Linked DNA regions of Rattus norvegicus: region 2 is linked to region 1. A link is a contact called in public Hi-C data. All regions are on one chromosome and are shown on one strand. Each heading gives the region's core, a stretch centred on a gene start, on an enhancer-like site or on the middle of the called end of the contact. The rest is flanking DNA. Distances are from core to core; before and after follow the strand shown.

What was found. Hi-C and Micro-C count contacts between places; a contact is called where the count stands out from the background.
Region 2: a contact with region 1 is called in a Hi-C map of frontal cortex, with 2.3 times the contacts expected there. The contact joins two enhancer-like sites. A contact is called at or near these places in 2 of 12 Hi-C or Micro-C datasets (Schwann cells and frontal cortex) and 1 of 1 datasets of contacts at active chromatin or transcription factors (oligodendrocytes).

Annotation. Positions count from the first base shown.
Region 1 is chr14:72,037,761-72,044,136 of GRCr8, reverse strand. Cpeb2 (cytoplasmic polyadenylation element binding protein 2) reads left to right here. Exons shown (of 12, transcript XM_063273830.1): 4 at 2,925-3,015. Among named protein-coding and RNA genes, the nearest start is that of Cpeb2, 15 kb to the left of the region's middle. Within about 2 kb of position 4,041, at least 23 of the 93 cell types and tissues checked have an H3K27ac peak or open chromatin away from gene starts, as enhancers often do.
Region 2 is chr14:73,016,707-73,023,334 of GRCr8, reverse strand. No RefSeq gene overlaps it. Among named protein-coding and RNA genes, the nearest start is that of Hmgb2l2, 240 kb to the left of the region's middle. Within about 2 kb of position 3,089, at least 23 of the 93 cell types and tissues checked have an H3K27ac peak or open chromatin away from gene starts, as enhancers often do.

The DNA.
Region 1 (6,376 bases), core at 2,792-5,291:
TATAAAGTAATAAATCACAATCTGGATATCTTGTTTTAGGGAAATGTGTCACTTGACTCTTTTGTAGGTTTCCTGAGGATCGGTATGTGGTAGGAGAGCAAGGCCAGCAGGTTGTGATACAGTGGCCTTGCTTCAGGGACCCTGAACTTCAGGATCACAGAGCCTTAAACCCACACAGGGCCAAAGGTGAAAAGCAGTAGGGGGTGCTTTCCCAGGGTACTTACTGTCTCAACTTCAGTTCTTTAATCTGTCTGCCTTTCTATCCCCACAGGAGCCTGTGGCTAATATATGGGCAAAGAAAGGTAGTAACAGAGAGAGTACACTTTCAGAGCACGTGTGCTTTTCAGTCACTGTTTCTCTTGTCACTGTACGGCACTTTCCTCTTAGTTCTGTAACACTCCACTTACCTCATCACACTGTAGAACAGGTTCTCTGTGAGCTGTTTCTCAGAATCTGACTTTTCTGAAATGCCTTAGTAACACTTAAATAGCCAGGCAACGATAACTTGAAGATACACTGCCATGATTTTCTGTATTCGTTAGCATGTCAGGATTGCTGAGTACAGTCCTTTATTTCTAAACTGCCTCAAATTTTCCTTATAGTTTTAAACTGATGACAATTTTGATGAATAAATCTTTTGCTGGTATCCTTATCTTATCCTTTGTTTTATAGCCTCATATAAATCATCAAATGTGGTTTGTTTTAAACTGTTGTCTTGAAAAGATAGTTCTCAGCTATAACATGTCTTCCATTCGGTAGCAAGAAATTCATTTGCTAGCAAAGCTATTTTGGTATTTGATACTTGGCCCAGTTTAATCAATTAGCAGATTCTAGAGAGGATTGGATTGAGTCCTTTATAATTACTATTTTAATAGTAGCCTTTTACTCAAATAGCTCAACTTATATATTTTATAGAGATTTTATGGCAGAGATAAAGAAGTATTTAAAAGACATTTGAGAGCTAGATATGTGATTAGAAGGACCCTAGCTTTAATTACTTTAGAAGTTTAGTGGGAGAAGCATAAACACATTCCTTGTACACATTGTAGAATAGAAACAGAGTCAGTGAAAATGAAGACATCAGTAACTATGTTGGTCTTGTTTGCACAGAGGTCATCTTCTGTCTTCCATTTTATGTCATTTATTGTTACAATACTTTTAATTTTCTTCTATGATGTTAAGTGACCTATAGGCACCATTTACTCTGACATGGTTATTTTCTACAAGATGGAGCCAGAGTATAAAGAGGTTCTGTGGTGTAGAAGATCACAAAGCTTAATGCTGTCTATAATGTGGTCTGGCCAGTGGGTTCACTCTCCCCTACGAAGTGCTGAATAAGACTCAGTGTGTAGTAACTACCTTCCATGTAGTTCTGACGCATGTTCAGTTTAGAAAAGCACTGCAACATTTCGTTGATTCCCTTTGCCCCCCTTTCCAAGCTCACTTGTTCTGGTGGAGAACATTCCAGATGGATGGGTATGTTGTGTGTTTAGGATCTTCCAGTTGAAGGTCACTAATTGGGTGGTAGTTGGCTGAGTTAGGACATGAGCCTCCTCTCCAGCATCTTCGCATCATTCCGTGTTACTACTCACCCTTCCTAATGCCTTGACCGCACCTTGTTTAGTCTACAGTGCTGATTCTGGCTCCCTAGCTTTAAAAAGCACACAATCCTAAGTAAACCTAAAAGGGGAATAAACAGACAAACCTTATGTTTTTCTTCAGTTCTCCAAAGACCTAGTTCTGAATATTTTCTGGATTGTTGGGCCCTTCGGAAAATGATGAAAGCTATAAACCTTTTTTAAAGAAAATGATATATGTTAATCTACCTATGGGTACATATAATCCTAAAGACTTACAGTATCACTTGTAGCATGTGGATCCAGCTTAAACAGTGTTGTACTTCTGTTTCCATGAAAACTGTGGGCTTACTTTTCTGATTCTTTTCTTGTTTCCTGTGCTGATCATTTTGAGAGTTGAGTGTGGTCTTCCCCCACGTATATATGAATTTGTACATTTATGCAAATAACATTGTTGATGGGATGGCACTGACATATTTTAGGAAAAGACTTCCAGACTCTTTGGAGGGTATGGGCCGTACTTGTTAGGCCAGTTTCCCACATATTCCATTGCATAATCATTGAGTCTGTATTGAACAAAACATAGTATTAAATATATAGGCACCAAAGAACTTCTGCTAAGCAAACAAGGGGATTGTACTTTGAGCAAACAAGGCTACTGACAACACAGAAGGAAGTTCTCAGAGTTGGGGAAGTGGGAATGTGAGCAAAGACTGCCTTTCCTGTCTCTGCTTCCGCCCGCCTGCCTGCCTGCCTGCCTTTTGCAGCGGAGTTAGGAGAGGAAGAACTGTAAGCTGTGGAAGCACTTTGGAGAGAGATTTGAATGTAAATACTCTAGGCATCCATCCTTTTTCTGATATTAGCATCCTGCATTTGAGTTTAGTGTATAGGATGTTTACACATTCATTGTTTTACAATTTGGATGACTAAATCAATTTTTAAGTACCTGATAGATGTTTAAAGTGTGGTGCTATTCTTAAATTCTTCCAAGATAATTATTTTCTAAGTGCCTATATCTGCCTTCCTAAATATATGAGAAAAACATGAAGCAACTGAAAATGATTTTTCTGTATGTTTGCAAAAATGATCAGAGATTATTTTACTGCATTCATTTATACTGCCAATGAAATTACATTAATTTTTAAATATTTTAGAGGTGAATGTGTTAAAACTGTTTCCCTCAATAAGAGACATTTTAGTTAACAAGATCCTTAAGTATCAGTATTTTCTTGGGATATAAGTTAAGTAATAATGTATTAATAAATTGTCCTGTTTTATGTGAGAAAGATTATGTTTTTGACTTTAAAATTACATAGATCTTATATCTTTTCTTTTTCTGTCTTCCAGGATCGAAGTAGGATGTATGATAGCTTGAATATGCACTCTCTGGAAAATTCCCTTATTGATATCATGAGAGCAGAGCACGATCCTCTCAAGGGTAGGTAGCATTTTCTAGCATCGATTTTATATCATATATTGGTTTGTCTGCTTACGGAAAACTAGCACTCATATAAAAACTAACTGATAAATGAAGAAACTTCATAACATTCTTGCTTCATATGTGTTATTGTCTGTTTCTTATTGTCTGTTTTATTACTGGCGAAAATTTTGTAATTGTATCACCCTGAGGAAAGAGAGGTTTTAGTTGTCTATGTTTTAGTTAGGGTTTCTATTGCTATAAAATACCATAACCAACACAACTTGGGGAGGAAAGGGTTTATTTCATCTTAGAGCTTTTAGTCCATCAGTGGGGAGTCGGGGCAGGAACTCAGGACAAGAACCCAGCGGTGGCGAAGGCAGGAGCAGAAGAGAGACCTTGGAGTAGCACTGTTTGCTTGCTTCTCACTGCTTGTTCAATCCCCCTGCCAAAGGATGACATCATCAGTAATAGGCTGGGTTCTCCCAATCAATCAAACAATTAGCAAATTTATGGAGGCATTTTCTCAATTGATTCCCTATTGCCAAATGACTCTAGCTTGTGTCAAGGTGACAAATCAGTATGGAGCCAGCAGAGTTAGTGTATTGTGAATTCACTAGAATACTAACTGTTGTTTCTAGTTCAGAACTCCTCATTGACTCAGAGTCATGGTTTTTTTTTTTTAAATCTGCAGTTTTAATCTACAAAGGTAATTTTCTTAGAACTGTTTGCCCCACAGACAACATTTTCTTGTCAAGTAAGTTGATAACAGTGATCAGATGTCTAAGAGTCTTCAGGTCCCTTTGTCTTTCCAGCCCTTTCATTTTAAGGGCCGGGCTGTTTGTTGACTTACACTACTGGCAGTTCCTCAAACTAATAAGGTTATGCTTTGGATTTTTTCATTGTTTCCTCATGGGTTTTGCTGTTGATCTTTGCCTCTCATACATTTTTAGGCCCTCTGTATGAGATCTTGTTCTTTTTCACAGTGAGTATTTTTCCCTTGCATCGTCCATTTCAAAACAGAATTCACACTAGGTGTGGTGGCACGGGACTATAGCACTAGCACTCAGGAGACTGAGGCTGGAAGATGTCAGTTCCGTGCTGGCCTGAGCTAGGTAGCAAGATGGTCTCAGAAGTAAACACAATGCTTACAAGAAAACACAACAGCTTACAGTTATGAATTTCTTCATTAAAATTCTGTTTTCTCTAGAGAGAAAAACTCCTAGCACAAAGTCAAGATAGTTCACTGTTACCATGGATGACGAAAAGCTTTTCTTTATTTCTCTTGGCCTTTCTTGACATGGCTTCCGGAAGACAATAGAGAAAATGTTCATTGCCACACTATTCATCATCTCTTTTTCTAGCCTAGGCATCTTACATAGTAGAAGGGCATCTAAAGAGGCCCAGAAGGGAAATGCAGTGACAGAACGATGCTGAGAGTAATGGTTAAAAATTACAAGGAATTCAGACAATTTGTTAGAAAAACCATCTCAGGCTCCAGAAAAGCAGGATTATAGTCCTTCTGCAAGGTTTATGGCTCACCATGTTTGCCAGTTTCTGTTTCTAGCTGGAATATTTTATTTTTCATATGTATTATGTCAAAAAAGGGGAAAGCTTTGGGAAAACATCTGCACATAGTGCAAAGACGTACGGCTGCCCGTGCTGCCGTTGTGCTGCTATCAACACCGTCAGCTGAACACTCCTACTTGATGTTTTCTTCTTCCACCTGCTGGCTCATGCCATGTTTCCGGCCTTAAGTATTTTCTTTCTCCACACTTTAGGACCATAGCATTTGTACGGGATAGCGATGCTAGACCCACACAGTCTGTCTAAGCACAGCGATAGCAAATAGAGAAAGCAGCCAGGGTATCCAGGGTGATCATTGTCTCCCCATCTTTCCCTTCCTCAGATTCAGGGCAGCACCTTGTCTTCTCTTGTCTTTTCATCTCAGAAAATCATTTCCCCTGCCTCAGACACAGACAGACTGCAAATGTGTTTCTCATAAAATATCTCCTGAGACCGTTTTTTTGCTTTGTCTTCCTCAAGAGATCTACCAATAGACAGGATATGGAGAATGCAAAATTTGAAATGAGCTCCTCATTTTCTTTCTGTTGTAACAAGAGATTATATTACTTGTCTAATGCTGCAAAACAGCTCAAAATTAACTTAAAACGTGAACAATAATCACCTATCTTATATAATTTCTAAAGGTTAAAATTGGGGAGCAACTTGATATTTTCGGCTAATGGTCTCATGAGGTAGCAGTCGAGAGGCTCGTTGACCCTACAGTCTAGACCCTCAGTCAGGCTGAAGGATTCCTCTCTGTGATTAGGAAGTTAGTGTGAAGCTACTGGGATAACAAACCTCAGTTCCTTGCCATGTGGACCTCTCCACAGGCCTGCTTTATTCTTGCCACAGCATGGATGCTGGTGTACCTCATCCTATCCCCAATCCCCTGCTACCCAGAGTAAATGGTACAGATAAGTATAAATGTCTGTGTCCTAGAGCCTAGCCTCAGATGTCTCTCCATCATTTCCATGATATCCTAACAACTGACCAGATATGGCTCAAGATGTAAAGAGGCAAGAACTGGTGGGAAGCATTGTGGAAGCTGAATTCTTGAGGAGTCAAAGGCAAATCTATAAATTCTCATTTACTTCTATTCATAAGTTTAAAGGAAAACAAACTATTCAAAGTGGTTATGAGCAGGGGGCAAATAGTTGAGTCAGAGTAGAGTGTGAACAGTACTGATCTCACTTAGAACTAAGTGACTACAATCACAGAAGCAACCTCTTAGCCCCCTGTTCCGACAATTCTTTGCTCTAGCCATTTCCCTTTTCCAGCACCCGCTTCAAAAGTGAAGACAGAGGGTTTTATGGTCTAGTATAGCAAATGGATAGCTCTCTCAGCTTGTTGGAGATGTACAGACAGCAAGTGGTGGCAGCCAGAGATGGAACTGACTGTGCCAACTTTGTCCTTGGCCTACTGCACTGTGAAGAAAGCCATGTTCTCTATCCCTGTGGGAAGTATAGCCTTCTAGGGAAAGATAGAGACCGTATACCAAACTATAACTATATACATAAATCTATAGAGGTTGGAAATACCATGGAGAAGATGTGTAGAGATGGTAAGTGGAAAGTTATTTCTAACGTATGTGTGGAATAAAGGAAATCCTGATACGCAGCTAGAGTAGAAAAATGAAGAATTATCGGGAGGAAGTAGTATCATTGCATGAAAAGCATATGTGAGATTGTAACTTTTGAAGAACTGAAAAACTGGTCTGAGCTTGCTGTTGAGGGCCACATGACACTGTTGGCTCATGCACTGTTGTCAGGCATGTGCTGTCCTTTGCTGGGGAATCAGAAACACTACCACACTGTGA
Region 2 (6,628 bases), core at 1,840-4,339, 980 kb before region 1:
TCTGACCTCCTGGGGCTCTCGGCAGGCTCAGGATTTTATGAAGCCTCAGCTGTTCAGCATTCCTGCAGCACCTGCCACAACAAAGGGAGGCCTTCTGCTGCGCATACTAATGTGGTTGTACATGCCTTCAGAGAACAAAGAAACCCAGATGAGCAGGTCATTAGCCTCTCTTGGACACTGTCCATCTTATCCTTGCCTGAGCCCTCTGGAGGAGGCACAAATCCACCTGCAAGGGAGGATGTCTCTTATTGAGTCCTCAGCTCTTCCCTTTGTCCTCTCCGGTGGTCTCATCCTTCCTTGTTCTGGTCTCTGTTTCCCATTGAGTTTATATCGTGCTTCTATCTTGTTCTGAGACCTAGTTAGCATCTGCTCCTCTGGCTAGCCTCTGTGTTTCTCCCTAGAGCACCAATGTAGCCCCACACTTCCAGGCTATGTCTAAATGACAGGCTGGCTCCTCAGGGGACCAAGGACAGAATGAATGGGCTCCTCTTCGATCCTTATAGCTTCTTCCTGTCTGCTTTCTTATCTTCCCTACTGCTGAGTTCCTGTCACATTTGAAATTGTCAGCTCTCTTCTTGGCTCCCTACAGAGAAGCCACAGTGAGGTCTTCATATTAAAGTTTCTTTTCTCTCTCTACCCAGTTCCTGCCATTTTCCCCAAATGATGATTGCTAAGGAAAGAGGGTAGGTTCCTCATCCCCTTCCTGTCACTTTGGGTCAAGAAGAAGAATGATTAGTCTGATGTTCTCAGCTGAGATGTGTTTATAAGTGGGGGAGATTAGAGGGTGTCTTAGCGCTAAGGTATAAAAGGTAGAATCTGTATTCTTCTCTGTGCTTCAATATAGTGGCTTCTCTCTGTCTTTTCTTCAGTGTTATTACCACCCTCTCATGAGGATCCTGTCCTTACCCAAGGGCACTTCATACACACTGAGCTATAACTTACTTTTCCTTTGACTGTGAGGTAAGACAGGCTGGTTATTCTCACCTGTCTAGTTGCTTTGCTACATGCACAAAGAGTCTTTCTGTTCCTGCTCAGTTTGTATATATAAGCATATACACATGAGCATATGTATTTGATTCCATTTGCTTGGTTGAGTTTGTGGCACAGGGTATTATGTAGCCTAGACTGGCTTTGAATCTTACATGTAGTCAAGGCTGGCCTTGAACTTCTGGAGCTCTTGCCTATTGGCTACTTTAGTGTTAGAATGACAGTGTGGGCTACCACACTTGGATGTTATCAATCTTTATTTTTTCTAGGACATTTGAATTCATGATTCTCATGATTTCAAACCTAAGCAATTCACTTAAATCGAGCCTTGACCCACACCGAACAATGGAGCTCTAGTCTGAAAAAGTAGGGACTAAGTGGTAAGTTTCCTGTTGGCCACTGTTCCTTTAGTGCATACATAATATGGAAGTGAGAGGGAAAGAGAAAGAGAGATTGAGACAGAGACAGAGACATGGAGAGACTGAGACTATGCTACCTGCTACCTAGTTGAGGGGGTAAGGCAGACCATTATCGACAGGAATGTGCTATCTTCCCCTAAGTTGACTGTGGACCAAGTTGCCCTCATTCTATTCATTCTCCCATTGATCTATGACAAAAGGCCACTGTAGAGACTTGGTTCTTTTGCACTAGTGTCTATGAGACTCTCACACTTTCTCTGTGTTCTGGGACCAGCTTCTTTCCTGACTAATAACAGGATTTATACGAAGACTTACTGATGCTTGTATAAGTAAATGAATCACACTATGTGCTGTGTTGAATCCAGTGTGTCCAATGCAGAATAGAATTTGTGATCTCTTCTGAATGTTCTCTGATGAACAAAGCTTGATATAGTTTGGTGGGAAGTGAGAAAGGATATATATATATATATATATATATATATATATATATATAATGTATATATACATTTTACCCTTACTATGAGTCACTGAAAGAAAGCAAACCAAGGTCTTTTGGAAACTTGGATCCTTCTAGAATCCTCTTGGAAGTATAATAAAAGATTGCATTATAGGGGTTGGGGATTTAGCTCAGTGGTAGAGTGCTTGCCTAGCAAGCGCAAGGTCCTGAGTTCGGTCCCCAGCACCGAAAAAAAGAAAAAAGAAAAAAAAAGATTGCATTATATTTTTATTTAGAAAGGCATGCTTCATTACTAATGGGAGCATCATGGTTATAAATGCAGAAACCCAGGTTTAAAGAAGAGGACAAGTAGTTTAGAGATTAGGAATTTGGGATCTGTATCCACATGAGTTAGGTCTGAAAATATATTTGTTTAGTATCACTAAAAACTTTGCCAAGTGACTCAAGCTCTCTTACTATTTCTATTACTATTATCATCATTTCATGATAAAATGAGAGATATTTATGAATAGCCAATGGAGTTGTTTTAGGGTTGAATAACTAAATAGCATATTCAAAGTTATTCACCATAGGCCTCGTCATACTGTACCCATCAAATAGTGTAAGCTAAAAATTATGACTCATTATTTTATTATAAGCACATTCAATTTTCAGTTTGATGGATTGAAAATGGAACACAAAAAAGAAGTGGATGGAAATGCAAGGGTTGAGAAATGGAAGTCAACGGTAGGTCAGTGTGGTCTGGGTAGATGCTCAAGGTCAAAGGTGAGAAGAGTCAGGACATTGAACTGTTTTCAATGGATTCTCTTTGAGCTTACCAGGCAGTTTTGTAGAGGTTCTGGGTAGCGGATGTCCTTGGAAGCTGGAAGAGGCAGCAGGTACCCCCTTGAGAGATTGTGTTTAGTCAAACATCTTCTCTAACATGTTCAGTTCCTAGGATATACTGCAATGGTGACTTTGTTTCCTAATCCACTTAGCTTTGCCCTTTGCTATGTGACTCTGTATATCCTTTGACAAAAGATGGAATCTTTACCCATGTCTCAAATCTGGAATGGCTTTGGGACTAGACTGGTTTCCCAATTCAAGCCTAGACACCAGGAAAGTTATGCATTTCTACTTCTCCACTCTTCTCCCATACTGAGAAGAACATGCGTAGTTGTTACTATGCTGGGTATGAGGGACACATAGACTAGGACTGAGTCACTGCATTTGAAGTCTGGAACAAGAGCTATCTTCAGGCTGTATGAGTCAGGCAAGTGAAGCAGGGATGGGGGAGAATCATCCACAGTGACAGCCTGAACACAAGAATAACAAATGCTTTTGGCACAGAAGGTTGGCTATGCTTTATTTTTTTTCCAAATGTCCCATTACTGTGTAGAAAGACAAATTAAAAGTGACCTTGGTAATAGAATTTTATGTTATTCCTCACCTTTCTCACTCACTCATTGACATGCACTGCTTGTATACCATGCATTAGCCTGTACTAAGCATTATACAATCTAAGAGGAGGCAGCGTTATCTTCAGAAGGGAAATGTGGGTAGAGACTAGATTATGCTGTGAGAGGGAGATATTTCTACTTTATTTGCTAAAGTGTTTTCATGACCTAGAACAGAAAGCCATAACTTAGTGGGTATTTGATAAATATTCCTTGTCTTAGGTTAACATAGTGGCACAATACTCATATATCGTCACATATGAATGTGTGTGCATGTTTGTGTGTTCGTGTGTTAGTGTGTGTGTGTGTGTGTGTGTGTGTGTGTGTGTGTATGTGTTGTTTGTATATATGTTCCAGAAAACTAATTTACTATTTAACAAGAATAGGTAGCCCGATTGCTCCTGTTCTGATCTAGGATACTATAAATGACTTGTCCTATTCTTTTATCCACTCATTTTTTTTCCTCCTTCCTACAATGTCACGGGAAAAGCAGCGCTGTGCTATAAAAGTACCTCCATAATAGAATATAGATGCATAAATCAAAACAGCTTCTAACAGTTGTCTGCAGTAATAAATGCTATGGAGGCCGCCCAACTGGCAATGTAAGAGAGATCATACAAACCACTGCCTGAAGAAAACACAGCATCGTGAACAAACTCAGTCTTGAATTATTTATATATTTTAGGTCCTATTTTCTCTCCTCTATTCTGAATGCCTGAGCAGGATTTTGCTGAGAGCTGGGAGTCTGGGCTTGGCTCTAAAATAAAAACAACTGTGGGCTCAATGTCAGGGTAAAGATGGCTGTGGTCCATGGAGAACAGGGCAGGTAGTGTGGAACAGTGAGTGGCTACTTCAAAAGAGTCAGGAGAGATCTACTCTTACCAATATAGGTATCTCCAGAGGCTTTGTGAACCACCTGAGAGTCAAGCTGGTATAGGAAGAGCCCCAGGACCTATTCCCCCCCACCTCTCTCTCTCATAGAGCTGTTGTCTAATTCACTTTCATGTAGTAGGTTTCACTGTAAAATTTTACTATATACTGAAAACCAACAAAAAACAAATGGAAAAACCCAAAATGATTTTATGTAAAAAGAAAGTTTTTAAAGCACTAGCCTTGCTATCTCCGAGCTTTTCAGCAAGTGTCCTGCTGCCCACTCAAGTCTTTCAAAGCCAGTACAAGATGTCAGTACTAGAACCTTGCTCTGAATCCATTGCAGGGTCTCTGAATATGAGTCTAGACATCAAAATTTTTGTTATCTAATTTCCTGGTAGATTGTCTACACTTAGGACAAGTTTTCAAAGACTGGTGTTTTCTTTGTGATAAAGAAAGAAAAGAACTCTTCTTTGGATCATGGTTTGTGTTCAAGGCTTCGAGTCTGCACTTGGGAACTGCTTCTTGATCGTAGCATCCTTAGGATGTCACATGTTAAGAGGACCAGGGGAGTGCTCCAGTGTTTCCCCTTTCTCATAGAGAGCCAATAGAAGTCAGTCACTCAATCACGAGGCACTCTGATGATCTGATCTAATTTTAATTATTCCCTGAAGGCCCTACCTCTCAATACCATCTTCTAACTGCCTCCCATGGGTTTTAATTTGAATATGAGCACTCAGCAGAGATCAGGTGGCAAACTGAGGAATGAGACAGGCTCTATTTTAATGCAATTTGCTGTTTAGGAGAAAGATACAGGAAATAATACTTGATTGAAATCTGGAGAATGCATGTTGATATGGAAAAGTGAAATGCTGTGATCTATATGTCAATAATGATAAAAGCAAAATAGATGCTATTTATGTCTAGGATAATATCTTAGTCGATTAGGCTGAGGCACTGTGTTAAAGAGCTAACACAAAATCTAACAAACTCATGTAACAGTTCTGTACATATATATGTTCTATAGAGTAGGGAAATGACTTATCTAAGGTTGCCTAGCACACAGAGGAAGAAGGTGGGAGGTGTATTTCTCATTCACAGACTCACAGTGATATTATCATGCTTCATATCCCTCTGGGTGCTCTGCAGAGCTGCAGAGACTGGGAAGTGTAAGAGCACATGTTGAAGAAAGAAATTTTCTTAAGGATTGCACTAGCCTAAGGTGTGGCCCCATGCACACACACACACACACACACACACACACTCACAAACTAATAGGTAGAAATGACTGAGCAGTCATGCATAAAGGCAGTTAGTGATACAGGTTATGCCATCCTGACATGAGAATACAATTTCTGATACTCCCTCAGGACTCTTTCTCGTGTGTGTGTGTGTGTGTGTGTGTGTGTGTGTGTGTGTGTGTGTGTGTGTGTGTCCAGGTTCAAGTGTCCAGTTGCAAGCCAGGATAAAGAGGAAAAGAGTCAGGACCCTTGGAGGTGGAGTTACAGGCATTTGTACAGTTGCTGATGTGGGCACTGAAATCTGAACTCTGGTCCTCATGACTGTGTTACAAACACTCTTAGCTCATGAGCCATCTCTCTCCATCTCTCTCAGGGATTCTTTCTTCACACAGCTTTCACTGCATGATCTTGGTTACGATGTCATAAATTCAAAGCTAGCTGAATCAATGCTGCCTGTTCTTGAAGTACATCAATGTGCCGGCACTCTGATTCACCAAACTCGTATTTCAAATTTTAGAGGCCTCATTTATTTCCATCAGCAGATGAAGGGAAAAATTTCACAAGGCATTCATAATCCCTTCTCCTTGTTTGGAATTGGTACTCTCTTCAAAGCTTCTTAGCAGTCATTCTCAGTAATCTTACAAGAATCCTCTCGGGTCGATAGAGATGTTACTGCTGTTAAAGCATTTGAAGTGTCTGCATAGCTTCAGGACTGACCTGATACTCTAGGATCTCAGTGTCACGTTCATGTCTGTGGGATGCTACACACTACTGATGAGCTCTGAGGAGCCTACCATCTCCTCTCAGATGATGTCTTCATCAATTCCATCCAGAGTTCTCCAGTTGTGCCTACTGTTAACCTCAGCACTCTTCTTCTATTCTAAGCTACTACTAGATCAGCTAAATTTATCTAGAGAACTTAGACACATGAGTTAGGGATTCTCTCTCTCTCTATGTATGTGTGTGATGGTTTGTATATGCTTGGCCCAGGGAGTGGCACTATTAGAGGGTGTAGCCTTGTTGGAGTATGTGTGTCACTGTGGGTGTGGGCTTTAAGACCCTCATCCTAGCTGCCTGGAAGCCAGTATTCTGATGGCAGCCTTCAGATGAAGATGTAGAACTGTCAGCTCTACCCGTACTATGCCTGCCTAGATGTTGTCATGCTCCCACCTTGATGATAATGGATTGAACCTCTGAACCTGTAAGCCAGCCACAATT